Linked DNA regions of Mus musculus: region 2 is linked to region 1. A link is a contact called in public HiChIP or PLAC-seq data. All regions are on one chromosome and are shown on one strand. Each heading gives the region's core, a stretch centred on a gene start, on an enhancer-like site or on the middle of the called end of the contact. The rest is flanking DNA. Distances are from core to core; before and after follow the strand shown.

Region 1 (2,700 bases), core at 96-2,595:
ATCTTGGCTCAAATGTGACGTTTTCACAAATGCTTTCTTATCTCTCCCCAGGCTTGTGGATCTCAGCCAGAGCAGCCACCGTTGGAAATTACACACCCATTTGCAAGACTCACGCCCACCTGCTTCTCCCATAGGTCTATGAATGCAGAAGCCCCTACATTCTTCTTGGTAATTAATAGTGATGCACATTGTCGTTTTGTCTTTAAACAGCCGAGTTTCTGTCTTTAGTATTTTTACAATGATTTAGTTCCATGCAAAAGTCTACAGTATATTTAAGTAGAAGAATGTCACTCACTTACCATGGAGAATACTATATTTGTGCGATTAGTGTTTATTTATAACCTACAAATCCTTTTGTCTTTCAATGATAAATAAACACATTCAAAATGACTTTACAAATAATAACAATCATTCAAAACTTGAAGACCACACCACACATAAAGACAAAGGATGGCCTGTATTAAGCTTGTATTGAGCTTGAACTGTGCTCTATATAAGTGAGTTAGACTGCCTGCTGCTTATTTGGTTAGGAGATACCATCTCCTGCTGAGTGCTGTCTGCAGGTTACACGGAGGATGATATGCAGAGGAAGGCTGCTTGTGTGATGAGACTCCATCAGTGAAAATGACTTCTCCACTCCCTGCCCTGCCTCACATTAAAGACCGAAAAGAAACAAAATTCCATAGGCACAGATAACACCAGGTCTCCTCAAAATCTCTCCACTGCTTTCCCTCCCCAGCTTCTCTTTAAAGATTGTATGAAAAAAAATTCCCCTCATGAGGTAGGAGAGGAAAGCTCACTGAACAAGCCAATCAGCAACAGATCCCAAGAGCTGACAATGCCGCCGAAGAAAAAGCACCCGGGTTTGATCCTCAGCACGTGCTATACCTAGATGTGGTAGCACACTCGGGAGGTATGGAAAGAAGGGTCACAAGTTCAAAGTCATGCTGTATTGCATGGTGGCTTGAAGCCAGTCAGGGCTATATAATTCTCTTTCTCAAACAAATGGACAAACCACCACCCCAAACAAGAACAACAAAGTAAGATGGCAGATAAAACTGCTTTCTGTTCAAGCCTGACAACTTACGTTCTATCTCTTGAACCTATGTAAAGACAGGAGAGACCAACATACAAAGTGTCCTCTGTACACACACACACACACACACACACACACACGCTTTAAATTCAAAACATAAAACAAAAGCATATTACACCTCTTTGCTAACAGGGTTCCCAAAGGCTTTTGTTCCGTGCTTCAGGGTGGCTAGTCCAGAGCACAGCTTGGACTTTTAGAAAATGATTATGCAAGAAATAACTCACTCATTCGTCCTGCATGGGAATGAGGAAGTTCTGTATCTGCTAGAGCCTTAGGACACCCACAAGCAAGCTAATCCATGGATACATTGGCTACATGCATGAGTGCACACGGGGGCTGTTGTGTGTGTGGGGGGGGGGGGGGACAGAGACTGTAGAAAAGTTCACAGACAGAGAAAGATCCCTCATCAACTTTCATTCTAAATGTTTAACTCATGAACCATGACTTTCTTTTCATTGTGTTAAGCTAGCAGGAAATATTTTTGTTTGCCAAACTGAAACCATCTGAATTTTACAGACATATTTTTTTAAATATGTCTAATTTTTAGTATCCTAATTTGCATTGAATACTAACTATATTTTCATGCTATGCCTAATGCCTACTGAATCTGACATGTAGAATATAGTAACGAGTTAATTTTTCTTCTAATCATTTTGTACTTTAATGTTTAAGGCATTTTATTAGATATTTTCTTCATTTACATTTCAAATGCTATCCCCAAATCCCCCTATACCCTCCCCGCCTACCCTGCTCCCCAAGCCACCCACTCCTGATTCCTGGCCTTGGCATTCCCCTGTACTGGGGCATATGATCTTCGTAATACCAAGGGCCTCAATTTAGAGTTTCAAGTGATACAATTCCGAACTTTTACAGAAGAACTTCAAAAAAAGTGTAAGTAGATAGATTACAAGGAAAAAAAATGCAGGACCACAAATGTCTGTCTCTCTGAGTCAGTCTTCCAGACCTGTGTGTGTTGAGCTGGTATTAGATAGCCACAGACTCCTCAACACTACTCTTGCTTCCTTCTGGAATGCAGTCTTTGATATCAGGTTAAGACATCAACCCGACGGGGCGAGCTGCAGCTCTCAGTCTCTAGATCAGTTATCAGTAGGTAGGCGGGGAGGGTATCTTACTAAAATCAAGTATGCTTTTACTGTTCACTAAGCTTTGGAAACAATGTTTTATTCTCACAAGACTAAATCGAAAGGTACAATTACACTGACATATTTTGATCATGAAGTTAATTGATGAGCATTCAATTAATGAATACAATTTATTCTTAAGCAAGTGACTATGCAATGCCTCAAATCCATAAACAACCAAGACAGGAAGCTGTGTGGTTCTAGGAAGGGAGAGGCAAGTTCTGACAATACTCTGACTCTGACAACAGTCTGGACGTGCATCTCAGTGGGACACTGGCATGTAGGCTTCTCTTCGTAAGAAGCAGAAAATACACTGTTGATCTCAGAGCCAAGGAAAGGAGGACAACACGGAACAGAATTAACTGGTGCGGGACATCTAGTTGTGGAGATCCCTTTAGATATTGCTGCTGCTTGGGTACTGTTTTCCAAAGTATAGCTGAAAGAGCCTATATAACTTCTTTC
Region 2 (2,700 bases), core at 63-2,562, 270 kb after region 1:
TACAATGTACTCATATATAATAATAATAATAATAATAATAATAATAATAATAATAATAATAGACCTGCCCCCACCTCAGGCAAGCATTCCATCACAACTAGTATTTGCTGTGTTACACAGAGACACTATTATCTTCATAGAGACCTCAAACAAAAAGGTAAAAATTGCTACGGGTCGCGTTTAATGCCCTCAGCGTAAATGACATGACTTTTCTTCTTCTCCATGTATAAGCCCACAGTTTTCCAGGAATCTCACCTGCAACCCCATTTACAACAAAAGGAAATGTCTTAACTATCCGGTAGAACGCTTGCAGTCCATGTTTTGATCTTATCAGACTGTAACTCCACGAAAGGCGCCCCTGTAGCCACCCTACAAAAAGGAGGGATGGGGGGAGGGGCTCTTAGCAGCCCCTTTGAGTTGTAACTTGGGAGCCACCAAAATGGTCTTTATGGTTACTGTTAAAACACAGCTCTGAAACCCATGCACCTGGTCTTGGATGTGTCTTATTGTTATTAGCCCTCATATTTAAATCTACTCTGAGAAAACCCTCTTTTTAATTAACTCCAGCTCTGCTTCATACCACATCATTCTTTAATTCCTTCCTTCAGTTTTACCTGAGTGGAGGTTCCTAAGGGACAAAGGGCTACTAAGTAGGGCTTGCTGAGTGCCCCGGATTTAAGGCTCACTAGTTTTAACCTAGACGCCTTTCCCGCTGAATAGGAAAACAATTGTTTTGAACTATCTCAATTTATTTGATAGGAGAGTAAGAAACTTCAACCTCCGGCCCCGCGTGGGTAAGAGATAACATTGTATTCCACAATGTTTGACAAAGATGAATGGCCTTCTGCCATTTACACAGAATCCCCTTAACTTAGTTTTTGTTTGGTGAGCTCTTTGGCGCCAGGAGAGCTGTTGCCGCAAGCAAACAAAGGGAAACACACTGTGGGGCCTAGGGACTCTGAAATCTTAATCCGGAGGGAACTGGCCAAACCTTCAGAGGGGGAGGGTATGCACGACTAATAGAAAGCTCTGAGAAACATTAATTTAAGTACCGGGCTTGGGGGCACTGAATAGCGCCCTCGGTCTGGTAAGAAGAAACCTTTGCACATCCAAAGATGTATAGGAGCAGAACTATCCGGTCCTTTTCACCTGTCACATCAAAGTAAATGTGTGAACCCATCCAACGGATGGAAAGAACACTCTGTGGGGAGTTGCAACCCCTCCGGGAGGTGATGGGGTACACACACCTGGCTGGCTCCAGGAGCTAGGTCCCTCCCCAACCTGTGTTAGCCAGAGGGTGGGGGCGGGAGAGGATTCGGCGCCGAGGTTGCACAGCACATCCGGGCGCGCCGGTAGCGGGCTGCGGGCTGCATAATTGATGGAAGGCCGGCGCAATTGCGCTGGGAGCGTCTCGGGGGTGGAGGCCAGGGCGGCCGGGCCCCTCCCACTCGGTTTATTCTCGAGTGTCCTGTCCCCAGGACTGGCAGTGGGCGCCCAGTTACCAGCAAGTGTACACAGGGACCAACGGAGACGGATCGCAGCGAGCTGAGGGTGCCTTAGCGACCTCCTGGACAGACCCGCCCGCGCCATGCGCTCGCACACTGGCCTGAGGGCGCTTGTGGCGCCTGGTTACCCGCTCCTCCTTCTATGTCTTCTGGCGGCGACGCGCCCTGATCCGGCTGAGGGCGATCCCACAGGTACCTGGGGGGTTCGGGGGGCTGGCGCGGGGAGGGCTCTGGGTTCACCGGAAGAGGCTCAGTGGCGGCGACCCTCCAGCCCGACGACATCCCTTGCCGCTCGCGCAGGGGCCGCGGGGATGCAGGCGCAGGCGGCTACGGAGCGGAGAGGGGGGTGGCCTTTCATTGGCTGGGCGCGGGTTACCCAAGGAGGAAACGTGGGAGCCCGGGTGGCTCCGCATCCGCCGGGTATAGGGATGATCCCGTCCCAGTAAAGCTCAGTTTGATCCTGGGAGCTGGTAGTGAGACAGGGTCGGATTTTTCCTAGGAAGTGGGCAAATAGAGTGCGTGGGTTTGTGCGGGGGAGACTGGGGGCTTCTGCTAGTGTGGCATGATTATGAGTCCACATTCCGCGAGGCCGGCTCCCTTCATTAGAGCCACAGCGAGGCTCTCGTATCACCTTTCCTCCTGGCAGGTGTTGAAATTGAGTATGATTTTTAGAGCAGAGGGTAAAAATCGCGATAGCCAGCCAACTCAAACAAGCCCAGATAAGAAAATTAGACGTGTGTGTTGTCTTTTCATAACAATCTTTATAAAAACAAAACATTTTTCAAGGGTGTTGGGTTGCGTGTTTACGGCATGCGGACAGAAGGATTTCCGTGAAAAACATTACCGGGTCAAGATCTATTTTGCCACCTTAACTCACCTTTTTATACTTTATGTGTTGCAAGCGATCCAATGCTTTTCAGTGCAAGTTCCTGTGTCTGTGGCAGGTTAGCTCCCATTTAAGTCACCACTAACTTTCTTAAGCAGTTGAAAGACTGGCTTTACTGGGAACTAAATCCAGACATTATTCCACACAAGGTTTTGCGCTATTATAAATTATTTCCATGAGGTTATAGCATGTAGATTGGTTAAACATAGTATAAAAGAAAATGGTCAAAAGGACACACACACACACTGTTAACTTGGATTCTTCTAGTCCCTAGATTTTCTTGTTCCACATGTTTTCCATCATAATAGT

Evidence for each region. HiChIP or PLAC-seq counts read pairs in DNA pulled down with a chosen protein or histone mark.
Region 2: an H3K4me3 HiChIP or PLAC-seq map of bone marrow-derived macrophages shows a contact between it and region 1, with 4 times the contacts expected there. The contact joins the promoter of Emb here to the enhancer-like site in region 1. A contact is called at or near these places in 2 of 39 promoter capture datasets (the C10 cell line and pre-B cells), 3 of 115 datasets of contacts at active chromatin or transcription factors (bone marrow-derived macrophages and microglia) and 2 of 9 other capture datasets (adipose tissue and liver).

What each region holds. Positions count from the first base shown.
Region 1 is chr13:116,948,401-116,951,100 of GRCm38.p6, forward strand. The region is part of intron 3 of Parp8 (poly (ADP-ribose) polymerase family, member 8); the gene reads right to left. Among named protein-coding and RNA genes, the nearest start is that of Parp8, 76 kb to the right of the region's middle. Within about 2 kb of position 1,346, at least 44 of the 459 cell types and tissues checked have an H3K27ac peak or open chromatin away from gene starts, as enhancers often do. A contact at or near this core is called in bone marrow-derived macrophages, where this site is marked.
Region 2 is chr13:117,219,261-117,221,960 of GRCm38.p6, forward strand. Emb (embigin) reads left to right here and starts at 1,313. Exons shown (of 9, transcript NM_010330.4): 1 at 1,313-1,697. The coding sequence starts at 1,589.